2 separate regions of the Mus musculus genome follow, and region 2 is linked to region 1. The links are chromatin contacts, called in public Hi-C maps. All regions are on one chromosome and are shown on one strand. The core of a region is the stretch at or near the end of the contact, and the rest is flanking DNA. Distances in the headings are between cores, read along the strand shown.

Region 1 (6,270 bases), core at 2,788-5,287:
AAATCATAAACAAGAAAAATAGGTGTTAGCCTTTATTCAAATTCTAAAACCTTTCTATTTCAAGTATTGTCAATAAGGGGAAAGGAGTCTGGGAAGATGACTCTGTTGGTAACGTGAACCAACGTTGGTATAGCACACAAACATGAAAACTGAGTTCGAATTCCATCACCCACATCCAAAACGCTGGGGCTCAGTAACAAAAGCCCATATTCCCAGTACTGGGGAAGCAGAGACAGGAAGATCTCCAGGGCTTGTTGACCAGATAGTCTACCCACACTGCAAGTCCCAGCTTCAGTGGGAGATCCGATCTCAAAACCTACAGTGAAACTGATAAAGAAAAGCATGCACATCAACCTCTGGCTCCCATTCACAAAGCACTTACGCACACACTGCACAAGAACAATTCATTATAATTGGGGGGAATCCCTCAAAGATGAGGGCAGGGGAGCATTTGCAACTCATCAACTTCAGAAAATATATTCGGAGTAAGTAAGGACGCATTACTGAACAATGGAAAAAGACCACATAGCCCAGTTAAAACAAGGGCACATAGGGCATGGTGGTGCACATCTTCGATCCCAGCACTCAGGAGCCAGAGGCAGGAAGATCTCTGTGAGTTTGAGGCCAGCCTGAGTATAAATGAAGAGTTTGAGGACAGCCAGGACTACATAGTAAGATCGTGTGTGTGTGTGTGTGTGTGTGTGTGTGTGTGTGTGTGTGTAAACAAGCAAATATAGTAGGCAATATTACACATGATAATCACATGGTGATGCCAATCTCACAGGGAAATACTATTTCTGATCTATTAGGACAGCTGTCATTAAAATAAGAGGTAGTGATGGATGTTGGTAAAAGTGTGGAGAAACTAAAATGATGCGTGTTTTAGAAAACAGTTTGATAATTTCTCTAAAACACTCAACTGTTAACCAGATTACCAAGCAGTTTTACTTTTAGGTATATCCAAAAAGCCTGAAAACATGTATGTATAGAAAAACTCAGAACAAATGTTCAAGATGCTAAATGGACAAAACATAAAAATGATACAATGTCCATCAACTGGTGAGCATTTTATATAATTACAATGGGAAATTGTTCAACAATGAAAAAGAAAGAAAAAAAAGACATTATTTGGCTGGGCGTGGTGGCGCACACCTTTAATCCCAGCACTCGGGAGACAGAGGCAGGCGGATTTCTAAGTTCGAGATCAGCCTGGTCTACAAGGTGAGTTCCAGGACAGCCAGAGCTACACAGAGAAACCCTGTCAAAAAAAAAAAAAAAGAAAGGAAGGAAGGAAGGAAGAGGAAGGAAGGAAGGAAGGAAGGAAGGAAGGAAGGAAGGAAGGAAGGAAGGAAGGAAGGAAGAAAGAAAGAAAGAAAGAAAGAAAGAAAGAAAGAAAGAAAGAAAGAAAGAAAGAAAGAAAGAAAGAAAGAAAGAAAGAAAGAAAGAAAGAAAGAAAGGAAAAAAGAAAAAGCCACTGATACATACTACATACTACACTATATACATACTACATACTATACTATATACATACTACTACATTCTACAACTATATGCTTGGTAAAGAAGCCAGACATTAAAGATCACATATTTTACCACTTCATGTGAATTACATGTCCAAAAATGGACTATTTCTAGAGATAGAAGAACTATCTGTTATGTAAGAGAGGACTGTAAGTAACAACAGCCAGCAAACAGGCAAAAGAGAACTCTTTGGATGATATAAATGTCTCTTAAAACAGGAATTGGGCTTCTTCTAGTGGCTTGTTTCCACCAGCCAGGCCCTACCGCCTACCTTCACAACCTTCAAAATATGAGCCTGTGGGACTTCTCAGAGATAAACCACAGCATTCCACCTCAGGGCCAAACCGCATGACTACCGCATGATGGAAAATACATTCAGTCTAACTTTAAAAGGGTTAACAGTCCCAGCATTGTACAAAAAGCCCAAAGTGTCTTCTGAGACACAAGGCAATGCCTTAGCTCTGAGTCCCTGTAAAATCAAGAAGAAAGTTACATGCTCCAAACCTACAACAGTACAGAGTAAACACTCCCATGCTAAAGGCAGGAATGGGAGACTAGCAATGAAAGGGCAGACCACACAGGTTGCACAAATGAACAGATATACTAAGAAATCATGAAATGAACAACTACAATGAGTGGATTTCTGCTATGCATGTGAATAGGCTACTTATGAATAATTTAAAAGACATCTAGGTTTATAATAACATTGTCTCCCTGTTATTTATTGAATATTATTCCTTTCTGTTAGCTCCTAGACAGCAATTTCGGCACAGGATGTAACACTTATACTGTCAATATCTTGCAGTCACCTCCATTCTGTGAGGCAGGTATAGTTATACCCAGCCTTCTGAGGAAGAAACTGAGGCACAGAGCTTAAAGAACCTGGTCAGTCTCAGAGACCGTCTGTAAGCAGCACAACTACAAGTCAATTTCAGGTCTGCCTAAGCCTAAAGCACAGAACCAGGCCTGAACACCCTGCTGCTAGGCTAAAGAATGAACCAGGTATCAGCTAATAATATTTTTGTTCTGGCAAAAAAAAAGGGGGGGGGAGAGTGGTTGCCTAGCAACAAAGGTCAAAATTTCGAAACACATTTTCTGGTCTCTGTAAGGCCAGTCCCAGGGTTTGAAGACCTTTGTTGCTGTCATAAGACAAGTGACTTGAACACTCAGCTCACATGGGTCAACCTATTCTCTTTAGCCAAGGCTTCTAATTTGTCCAGTCAGTCCCAGTGCAAATGAAATGGGTGTCTACAGTTGGTATGCCCACGTGAATATCCCAGGAAGATCTTATAAACACAATTCTTAGAAACCCATGTCCAGGTGGTTAATAAAGAGCTTTGGTATTGTAGATTTATTTTTTTTTAACAAAGATGGGGAAATTGTTAAAGTCATACACTTCAAAGATAAGTGTGCTTGCGCCTGGAGATAGGGCTCAGCAGTTAAGATCATTGTATGGGCTTCCAGAGGTCCTGAGTTCAATTCCCAGCAACCACACAGGGGCTCACAGCTATCTATAATATGATCTGATGCTCTCTTCTGGTATGCAGGTGTACATACAGATAGAAAAATATATTTTTTCTTTTTTTAAAAGGTAAATGTCCGGATCTGAATTCTGCTTCAGCATAGCATGCGCTCATCAAATTTCTCATCGTTGTGACAAAACACCATAAAGAAACATCTTAAGGGAGAAAAAACATGTTGAACTCCAGTTGCCAGAGGTGTTGGTTCTCCGTGGCACAGCGAAGGCGTGGTAAAAGCTGAGTAGACACACCTTGGCAGTCCAGGAAAGCCAGCAGTAGCTTGGCTTGCTATTTCTTTCCTCTTCTTATTCCATCTGGGCCTTCAGACCGTGGGACAATGTCACCCACACTCAGGTTCATCATTCCCTCTCCACTAAGCCATCCTGAAAATGTCCTTACAGATACATTAAGACGTGTGCCTCGGTCTCCCCGGTGACTCTCAATCTAAACACATCAACAACAGCGATTAACCATCTCAATACTTGTACCATGTTAACAAGTTAACCTCTCCAAGACTCAGTTTCCTTATTTAGAAAGGAGGCTGTCTAAAATAGATATCTCTATAAGGTTATCAATTTTTAATTATAGGATGCTTCAAGAATACACTCATTAGGCAAAAGCGAATGTCTTTCCCCTCTCCTTGTGCGTGTGTGCGTGTGTGCGTGTGTGAGTGTGTGTGTGTGTGTGTGTGTGTGTGTGTGTGTATGATGCATGTGTACACATTCCTAGAGAGCCTTGCAGGCTGTGCTGACTGACTGTATTTCTCTCAGTAGCAGGTCAGCACCACATAGGCTGCTGGGTTGGATACAATCAGCAACACATAGAAAAGAAAAATAGCCAAGCCCTCGGGCACTCGGGGTTGTGACCCTTGGGAGAGACTTCAAATTTTATATTTGAACTCTATTGACTTACTAACAATGCATTCTCCCACAGCCCTTCAAAGATGATCCTGAAAATAAATGGATAAAGAGCTGCAAGAAGAAACATGAGGCAAAGTCGACACCTACTGGCAGCCTGAGGTTCATGCAGAAAGCAGTCATCCCGGAGTTCAGTTGCCCTAAACCCAGATGAACCCTGAATGCGAATTGTCACCCTTTTATGTGTGAAGTCTACTGTCAAGGAAACAGAGATCTGGACAAAGGTTTATATGCAAAACTTCATCAGGTATTGTTTATTTATGAAAGTAAAATATTAGAAATACTGAGGGAGATTAAAATAAATACACTCTGATTTATTCCTGCAATGGACTACCATGGAGCCATTAAAAACTGTTTTCAAATCATTTATTAACATACAATGTTCTTTAAAATAATTCAAGAAAGGATATTATATGTGCAAAGTATGGATAGGATAATGATTGACAGTAAAATTTATATGAATAGGAAAAGATTATATATATATTCTATGTATACACACATATACACATATATATACATATACATATGTATATATTCATATATATTCATTCATAGGAAGAAATCTAAGAAGGCCAAGAGCTCAGAGTCCGAGTGCTTGTCTGGCATGTACAAGGCCTGAGTCCAATGCATATCTCTGCAAAAGGAAAAGAAAAGAGGGAATGGAGGGAGAGAAATATTACTGTTTTCTTATTTCTATACCTCTATACTTTTCAAACTTACTGTAATAACTGCATTGCTTTAGAAAATATTAAAGAGCAATAAATAAGAACTTTTCAGCCGGGCGTGGTGGCGCATGCCTTTAATCCCAGCACTCGGGAGGCAGAGGCAGGCAGATTTCTGAGTTCGAGGCCAGCCTGGTCTACAAAGTGAGTTCCAGGACAGCCAGGGGTATACAGAGAAACCCTGTCTCGAAAAACCAAAAAAACAAAAAAACAAAAACAAAAAAACAAAAAAACAAAAAAAAACCAACAAAACAAAACTTTGTGAAGCAATCATTTCAATGACTTTAAAAAAAAAAAAGAATAGTAGCTATAAAAAACGAAGGAGCGGTGGTGTTAAAGATCCGAGGTGGACTACTGGAGCTCCGCCTCGGGAGCTGCCTCAGAGGGGCCAAACAAAAGCGGAGTCTGGTCCTCATGGCCGTGCTAACTGCATCTTGACTTCCTAATTTAGCAGACAAAGTTAGAAAGTAAGGGCAGCAGGAGCAGACACGCAAGGCAGCATCAGTATTGCTCCTAGGAAGCCCGCCCAGAGGATGTTCTCAGATGCTAGTGGCAGCCTATTGGTATCACCTGTGTGGAGGGTTTTCTTCTGTCCTTGGCTGTGCGTAAAAAGTCTGCTCACCAGAGTAGATTAATCCAACTCTGTCTCTTCGGTGAATGTCTGACTCATTTCTCCCCCGGAGTATTTCAAGGTCCTGGCTCTTACACACACCAGCAAGTCACTACACTCCTCTGATCTTTACCAGTCTCATTGTTAAACGTGACAAGAGCCTCGCAGCTGACTGTGGATGCCACCTTTATATAAAATACCGTCCCTTGAAAGTAACCCCAACCAAAATGCTAACCAAAACTACAATTAGATTCTAGACCACCCCTGTCAGAATGGTTATCACTAAAATAGCAACCGAAAGCTGACAAGCATGGTGTAGAGGGAAAGTGTGAAGTTCTCTGACCATTCGAGACATCAGGAGGTGGTTCCTCAGTAATTCCTAATATAGAATTACTATATGATCCCAGCTATGTTTTCTTTTCTAGAAATGTACCCAAAGGAGACTAAATTAAAATACTACAGAACCACTTATCTGTCCATGTATATCGAAACACTATTTACTATCGCCAAGTTATAGGACCAGATTACAATGTTCATCGATAGATGAATAGTAAAGAAAATGGGTATAAATAATGAAGCCATGACATCTTCAGAAAAAATGGATGGAACTAGGGATGATAAGGGAAATAGGTCAGTTACAGAATTATGATAAATATTTCATGTTCTTCACATGTAGAGTGTGTGTGTGTACATGTGTGTAGGGAGAGAGGGAGTAGACTAGAAGAGGGAAGGGGAACGAGAGAAATAAGAAAGGGCAGAGAAATACATGAGACATGAAAGAGGAAGGGACAAGTGTTGAGGGGAAAAGGGGGAGAGAGTTGTGTGTGAATAAGAACAAAGAATGCAGTGTGTTTATAAAATTCATATTGAAACCCATTCCTTTGTTATCACATGAAAATTAACAAACAGGAAAGAAAGCAGCCTTGTGTAAGGTCATACTCGTGAGCATCCTTCATGAATAATTAGTGCCAGACATTCTC
Region 2 (6,270 bases), core at 1,756-4,255, 680 kb before region 1:
ATGTAGGCTGAGAGGGCCACAGCTGGAGCTCTGAGGTTCTTGTTTCTTGTGCCTCTTCACTACAAATTGTGCCGTGACACATGGGTAGTTACAGGGAAGAGGATGTTTTATTAAGGGAGACACAGAAGTGTGCCACCTTTCATCCGCAGCCTGGTTCCTAGAAGACAAGAAAGGGACAAAGCCTGATCCACAGTGACCTTTTATGGGTCCTTACCATAGCCACCCCTATGCCTAGCTCTTCTGAGACTGGGCTTTCTGAGCATGCTCCTTTGGTTGAATGAAGCCCAGGTAGGTTGAGGGTTGCCAGTCTACCTTTTATGTTAATTTCTGAAATTTTCTTCACCACAGTTTTTAATTCTTCTGCATCAGATCCTAACTGAGTCCAGTCAAGAAGAATGTCACTCTGTGGGTTTGGCGTGCGAATGACTAAATTTGATTTTTTTTTTTCTTTTTTGTCATACCCTAACCTAAACCCCTCAGATATTGACAATAGGATTATGATGTGATTATTCCAAGACAAACGAAGAGGAAGAGCAGAGGAGGCAATGCAACAACCGAGGAGTGTGAACGGCATTGCGTTCAGTAGTAGACAGTGCACAGGGCAAACGCTCTCAGTTTTAGCTTCACAGAGATCTTGCCCTCACTGTGTCTGAAAATGAAACTCAGACAAGTTCTTGAGTTGAATTCGGGTTAAATGGCCCACTTTTGAGAGTCAGGTGGGAGCTCGGTGCAATGTAGATTTTCAGGTGAAAGCCTGTGACAGCATGGAGCCGAACCACAGAGCTTCTTTGTTCTCTCTGCTACTTCTTGGCTCTTTCAGTTTTCAAAGGCAAAAGAAGAAAATTTCTCTTCTGTTGATAACTCTTAAAAATGCTTATCACTAAGGTGCAGACAAGACATATTTCTTCTAGATAGCTTGGGATAGTCCTATAAACGCCTTGGGCGCCACATAAGGCTGCTGCCTCTCCAGATGGATGTTGAATCTGTCCCCAGATTGTGGATCATAGTGATAGGGAAGGGACTTTGGTCTGTGGTGGCAGGGGTTGCAAGAGAGGAGACTCTGACACTAAGCTGGGCTTAACAAGAGCTCTTTTTCCAAAGTACATTAATAATCTTCACTATCCTCAGAGATCTTTAAATCATCAGCATATATATATATATATATAAACATTAGATGCACATATCCTTTTCTGCCTTTCTGTAGTTTTGTAAGTCATAGTAAAAACCTGACATATTTTTGTGCTGGAAAAGCAGGGCCGTTTAGGGAATGACTTGAAATATTAAAATAATACAAACTTGTTAGGGTTAGGGTTAGGTTAGAGCTGGGAAGATGTTTACAGCACTCCCACACTGAGCTTGTTTTAATGAACAGAGAAATACCACTTGTCTTCATTGGGGGCTTTTTTTTTCACATGTGGATATTAACTTCTAAAAGTTTGAAAACAGCTTATCTTTCTGAGCAGTTTAGAATTCCTTTTATTTGCTGTGGCTGGACAGATGGCTCAGCAGTTAAGAGCACTTAATGTTCTTGTAACATCAGCATCTGCATGACTACAAGTGCCCGTAACGCTAGCTTCAGGGGGTCCAGTGCCTTTTCTGGTCTCCTCAGACACCTGCACTCATATGCACACTTCTTCACACATACATACACACATACATATAGTTAAATAAATCTTCATAAACAAGAAGTCCTCTTATTTACATTATTGTTGGCATTATATAATACAGATGCCTCAAAATTCTTTGCTGATACAAACTTAAAATCCAGTTGGATTCAGTTCCCAGTGGACACACACCAAGGACTGTATCCGTAGGACTGAGGTATGCATTTGTGCTGAGAAGTTGCTAGGATTCTGATGACGTGGATGTTTAGAAGGAACAGAGTAGAGTCAACGTCTTCCAGTGTTTGTTGAGTCTTTCTCTTTTGTACCTAAACAAGACTTGATGTGGTAAGCTGGGGGAATGAGGGGAGCCAACAGCTCAAAGGAGGATCAACCAAATAAAAAGCCCACGTCTTCTAGCTTAGAACCCTTAACAAAAAGGCCAACAGTCAGGAAAATCGGGTTATTTGAATTTCACTTCTCCTTCCTTAGACTCTTCAAACACAGTCTATTGGTTAGAAAGCAGGGAGCAGAATGGAGAGAAATCTAAACAGACAGATCAGCAGCTGGCTTTGGGTGAATTCTGAAATAGACCATAGAAAAGGAAACTGCTAAAATATTCTTTTTTGCATCTCTGTGCGTTGATCTTTCTTTGAATATTGCTTTCTTTTAGCATTTCATCTAGACTCTCTTTGCATGCATTTCCTTACCTCTAACCCCACTCCTTTCTCCCTGTCTCTTTTCCTCCAGGGTGAGTCCCCTGAGCACTGGGATGTATTTGACACCACAGCATACCCCCCACCCACCATCTCCTTGAACATTGTTTTCATGTGAAGTTCAACGCTCTTCTTTCAACTCAACCAAGATTGTTACCACACAGGAAATGCTTCATGTCCTCTCCTCGGGCTCCAAGGGTTTTGTGTTTGCTTGCTCTTCCCAGCTTAGAGGAGTTCTCATTTATGAGTTTTAAACTTTCCTCTCCCCTAACTCCTCAATTTCTTTTCCACAACTCAATTTTAGTGTCTTACCCTTGATCTCATCCATCCTTATTCTCTCCCAGTGTACGTAGGTCTCCAGAACTTACTGACCATGCACAGCTTGGGCTTTGTACCCCAGCTTCTCCCACCTTTATTTCCCCTCTTCCAGCTTGCAGGGAGCCGGTTAAATCCTGAGCAAAAATGTATTATTAACATGGACATAGGCATGTCAAAGACCTCAGTGACTCGGGTCCACTGGTGCAGCAAAGCCTACCCCAGGCAGACTCAGACAGATGGAAACCCTTTCTGCAGTCTGACAGGACCCGAAGGACCTATCAGTGTGAGCAAAACTTAGCAAGTGCAGCTTCCTCCTTCTGGATAACTGCCATGGGAGACTGCTTCCCTACACAGACTAGCTGACTCTCCCGCATGTGCTGACACAATACAACACACGGAATTTCCTGGCAGCCATGGCTCCGTCAGAGTGAGCACAGCCTATTTGATCCCAGCTTTTCTGTTCATGTGTTTGTGTGTCTGTCTTTCTTTATTTCTCAGTTACCCCAGTCAGGCTTCCAGGACAAGGTGACGAGTTTTGTTTCTGTGAGTGTGGTGTTCTAAGATTCTTTGTGGAAGTGAGAGCATGAAGCGTTTGTCTTCTTCATCTGACTCAGTTCACCGAACATCGCATCTGCAGCACTCATCCAAGTTGTTACACATTGCAAGGTTTTCAAGGCTGATTACTACTGTGTTGTGCACACACACATTCCATTCTTTTATTCTTTATTTTATTATTATTTTATGGGGAGACATGTAGGGTATTTCGACATCTCAGCTATGACAAATTGTTCAGAAATGAACATGAGAAGGCAGAAACACCCTTGAGATTTTGATTTCAACTTCCTTGGAACTGTACAAGGAAGTGAGATTGTTTGAGATAAGATCGTTTCTTCATTTTTGAGAAGTTTTAATGCTATTATCCAAGAATATACAGTAGAGAAACAATAAACCTCTTCAACGCATGGTCTTGTGAAAAGCTGGTCATCCACGTGTACAATAAACCCAGAAGCAAACCTCTATCTCATAGAAAAATCACCCAAAAGTGGATCAAATACTCTAATATATAACCCAAGGTTCTAAACCTTGAATAGAATAAACAGTGAGGAACCATCTAGACGTTGAGCTGAGCACTTATTCTTTGAGTGTTATACCAAGAAGATGGGCAACATAGGCACAGATGGACAAACCAAACTGTAGACACTGTGTTTTCCTATCTCTGGGAATATTCTGACCCAGATGTGGTGCTGTGTTCAACTGAAAGTGATGTGAGATGCAGGAAGGCACGTCACATCCAACACAGGGATGCTTCAGTTGGGGGTGGGGTGGGGGGAGGGGGTCCCCGATTCATCCACACTAACATTACAATGAGCATTACATCACAATGAACATTACATTACAAAGTGAACACCACATTGAACCTTAATGTGGAGACTTGAACAACAGGAATAGCTTTGGGGACAAAGGACTTATGGGTGACAAAGACAATGGAGGTGAAATCCCCACCACGACCCAGGCCTTCCACACAGTTAGTTCTGCACCCCCACACCCCTCATTTGGATCTCTGATGGGTACAGTTGTCATTTCCATTGCCTAGAATGCAACATGGGCACTTGGTATTAAAACCAAAGCTATTTTCCCAGTGGCTTTCTGTTTTACCTGGCAAAACATGTAACTAAAATTACCATGTAAAGTTTCATTTAACATGGAATTGGCAAGGCATGTTTAAAAAGCACCACACTGTTAAGTGTAGAGAGATAGGAAGAAGGCTTCACTTTGCAACTGGACAATGGATTACTTAAAGATGAAATATTCTAGTTCACTTAAGAAATCCTCAGCATGCAGGGTTTGCACTGGTGGTGCCTGAGAGTGCTCTCCTGCAGATCATTTCCACTGTGCAAACTGAGGACACTTATTCTCTATTTCTCTTGCACCCACAACTTCATGTTATCTGTCATTCTTTCAATAACGTTGAAAGAGATTTTTTTCTGTGTGTTGAGCTAATGTATGTCAGCTAATCCTGAGAGTCAAACAAGTTAAGATGTAATTGATACTTCAGAGTTGGCAAAGATCTTATCCATGGCTGACTCTCGGCCTGGTCCTTCTTCTCAGCATTCTTGATTTTCTTGAGGAATGTTCGGCTCATAGTGGGAACACAGAAGACCCTGAAATCATGGGACTGCTGATGGCAGATGATACTAGAGACCCTTTATGATGGGAGGAGTGGCATGAAGAAATGAACAGAGGAACGATTTCGATCTTGATGCTTCCTATCTGTACTTATTTTATATACAATTCTATTTTCTTCTTCTTCAGGGATAAACTCCCATTTATAGATATACAAGGCCGTAACTATACCCCAAAGCAACACTGCAAGCTCCTACCCAATTTCATGGCTTTGTAATTTTCAGAACAATTACAGCTCATCTCTCACTTCTCCCATTACTACTTACACTTTGTTGATTTTTCTTCAGATTCACTGGGGGCGTACATGTCCAAATTAAGTACCATTTTATCATTTCCTGCCTCTCCTTCCAAGTTTTCTTTGTTCTTTACTCTCCACAGAGCTCGCAATGTATTCCAATTAATATCCTATAAATCTCGCTGCCGGCTGCTAACCATGCATTCACGTCACTGGACAACAAGGTCAGGGCTCTCAATTCTATTTGCTGTTTAATATTAAACTCATAGAGATTAGACACTGGCCACAGATGATGTCCAGAACTGATCACTAAGGACCACATCTGACCTTCAACTTACACACTTAACCCACCAACCAAAACAGCTCCCCAATCTAGTAGGCAGGGGATAGTTCTCCACACCTCAGAAATAAGATAATGAGGGCCAACAGAGTTGAGAGACTTGCCAAGGCACATGTTGCAATATAACCATGAGCAACACTAGACGCTTCTGTTTTATGCCCATAAAAGATCAAAATTGTTCATGCTTCAAATGGGTTTTATATAAAAGTGGCTGGCACTTTTTTGTTGTTGTTAAACTAAACTTTGTTGGCATAAAAACAGCTTTCGGGCTTTACTTTAAGTGAGTTATGCTCACTTTGGAGTGGCTCTGGGTCAAATGGTTATATTAATGAACTGTGTTTTCAATGTCTGTCTTAGTTTCTGCTTTCATTCTTATCTGATTTCTCTGAGCAGTGGTTCTCAACCATCCTTAATGTGGTGACCCTTTAAGACAGTTCCTCATGTGGTGGTGAGCCCCAGCCACATTGCTACCTCACAACTGTATTTTTGCTACTGTTATGAATTATAATGTAAATCTCTGATATGCAGGATATCTGGTGTGTGACCCCTGTGAAAGAGTCATTCAACCTCCAAAGGGGTCGAGACCCACAGGTTGGGAACTGCTTGCTAAGGGTCTTCTGCCACTGTTGCCTTCCCTACCTGCCAATCCTACTTACCAGTTCCTGACTGAAATTCCAGCCTTCTCCTTCTCCTCAATTTGTCATTTGACTGTGAGGGTCTTTTGTTTCTCAAGTGGAAGGTCCAGCTTTTGGGACTTCTGTATGGAGCATCTATGCGTAAAGTCCCTGTAGCAGAAAACAAAGTTTTCATTTCTCAATCAGAGCTGAGATTTGAAAGTGCTAGAGAAAGGAGATATGTGGCTGTAACTAATACCAT

What was found. Hi-C and Micro-C count contacts between places; a contact is called where the count stands out from the background.
Region 2: a Hi-C map of bone marrow-derived macrophages shows a contact between it and region 1, with 12 read pairs. The contact joins two enhancer-like sites. A contact is called at or near these places in 1 of 15 datasets of contacts at CTCF or cohesin (pro-B cells), 1 of 484 Hi-C or Micro-C datasets (bone marrow-derived macrophages) and 1 of 9 other capture datasets (embryonic stem cells).

The regions. Positions count from the first base shown.
Region 1 is chr17:79,108,803-79,115,072 of GRCm38.p6, reverse strand. No RefSeq gene overlaps it. Among named protein-coding and RNA genes, the nearest start is that of Qpct, 60 kb to the right of the region's middle. Within about 2 kb of position 4,037, at least 5 of the 459 cell types and tissues checked have an H3K27ac peak or open chromatin away from gene starts, as enhancers often do. A contact at or near this core is called in bone marrow-derived macrophages, where this site is marked.
Region 2 is chr17:79,783,581-79,789,850 of GRCm38.p6, reverse strand. No RefSeq gene overlaps it. Among named protein-coding and RNA genes, the nearest start is that of Gm33055, 49 kb to the right of the region's middle. Within about 2 kb of position 3,005, at least 45 of the 459 cell types and tissues checked have an H3K27ac peak or open chromatin away from gene starts, as enhancers often do. A contact at or near this core is called in bone marrow-derived macrophages, where this site is marked.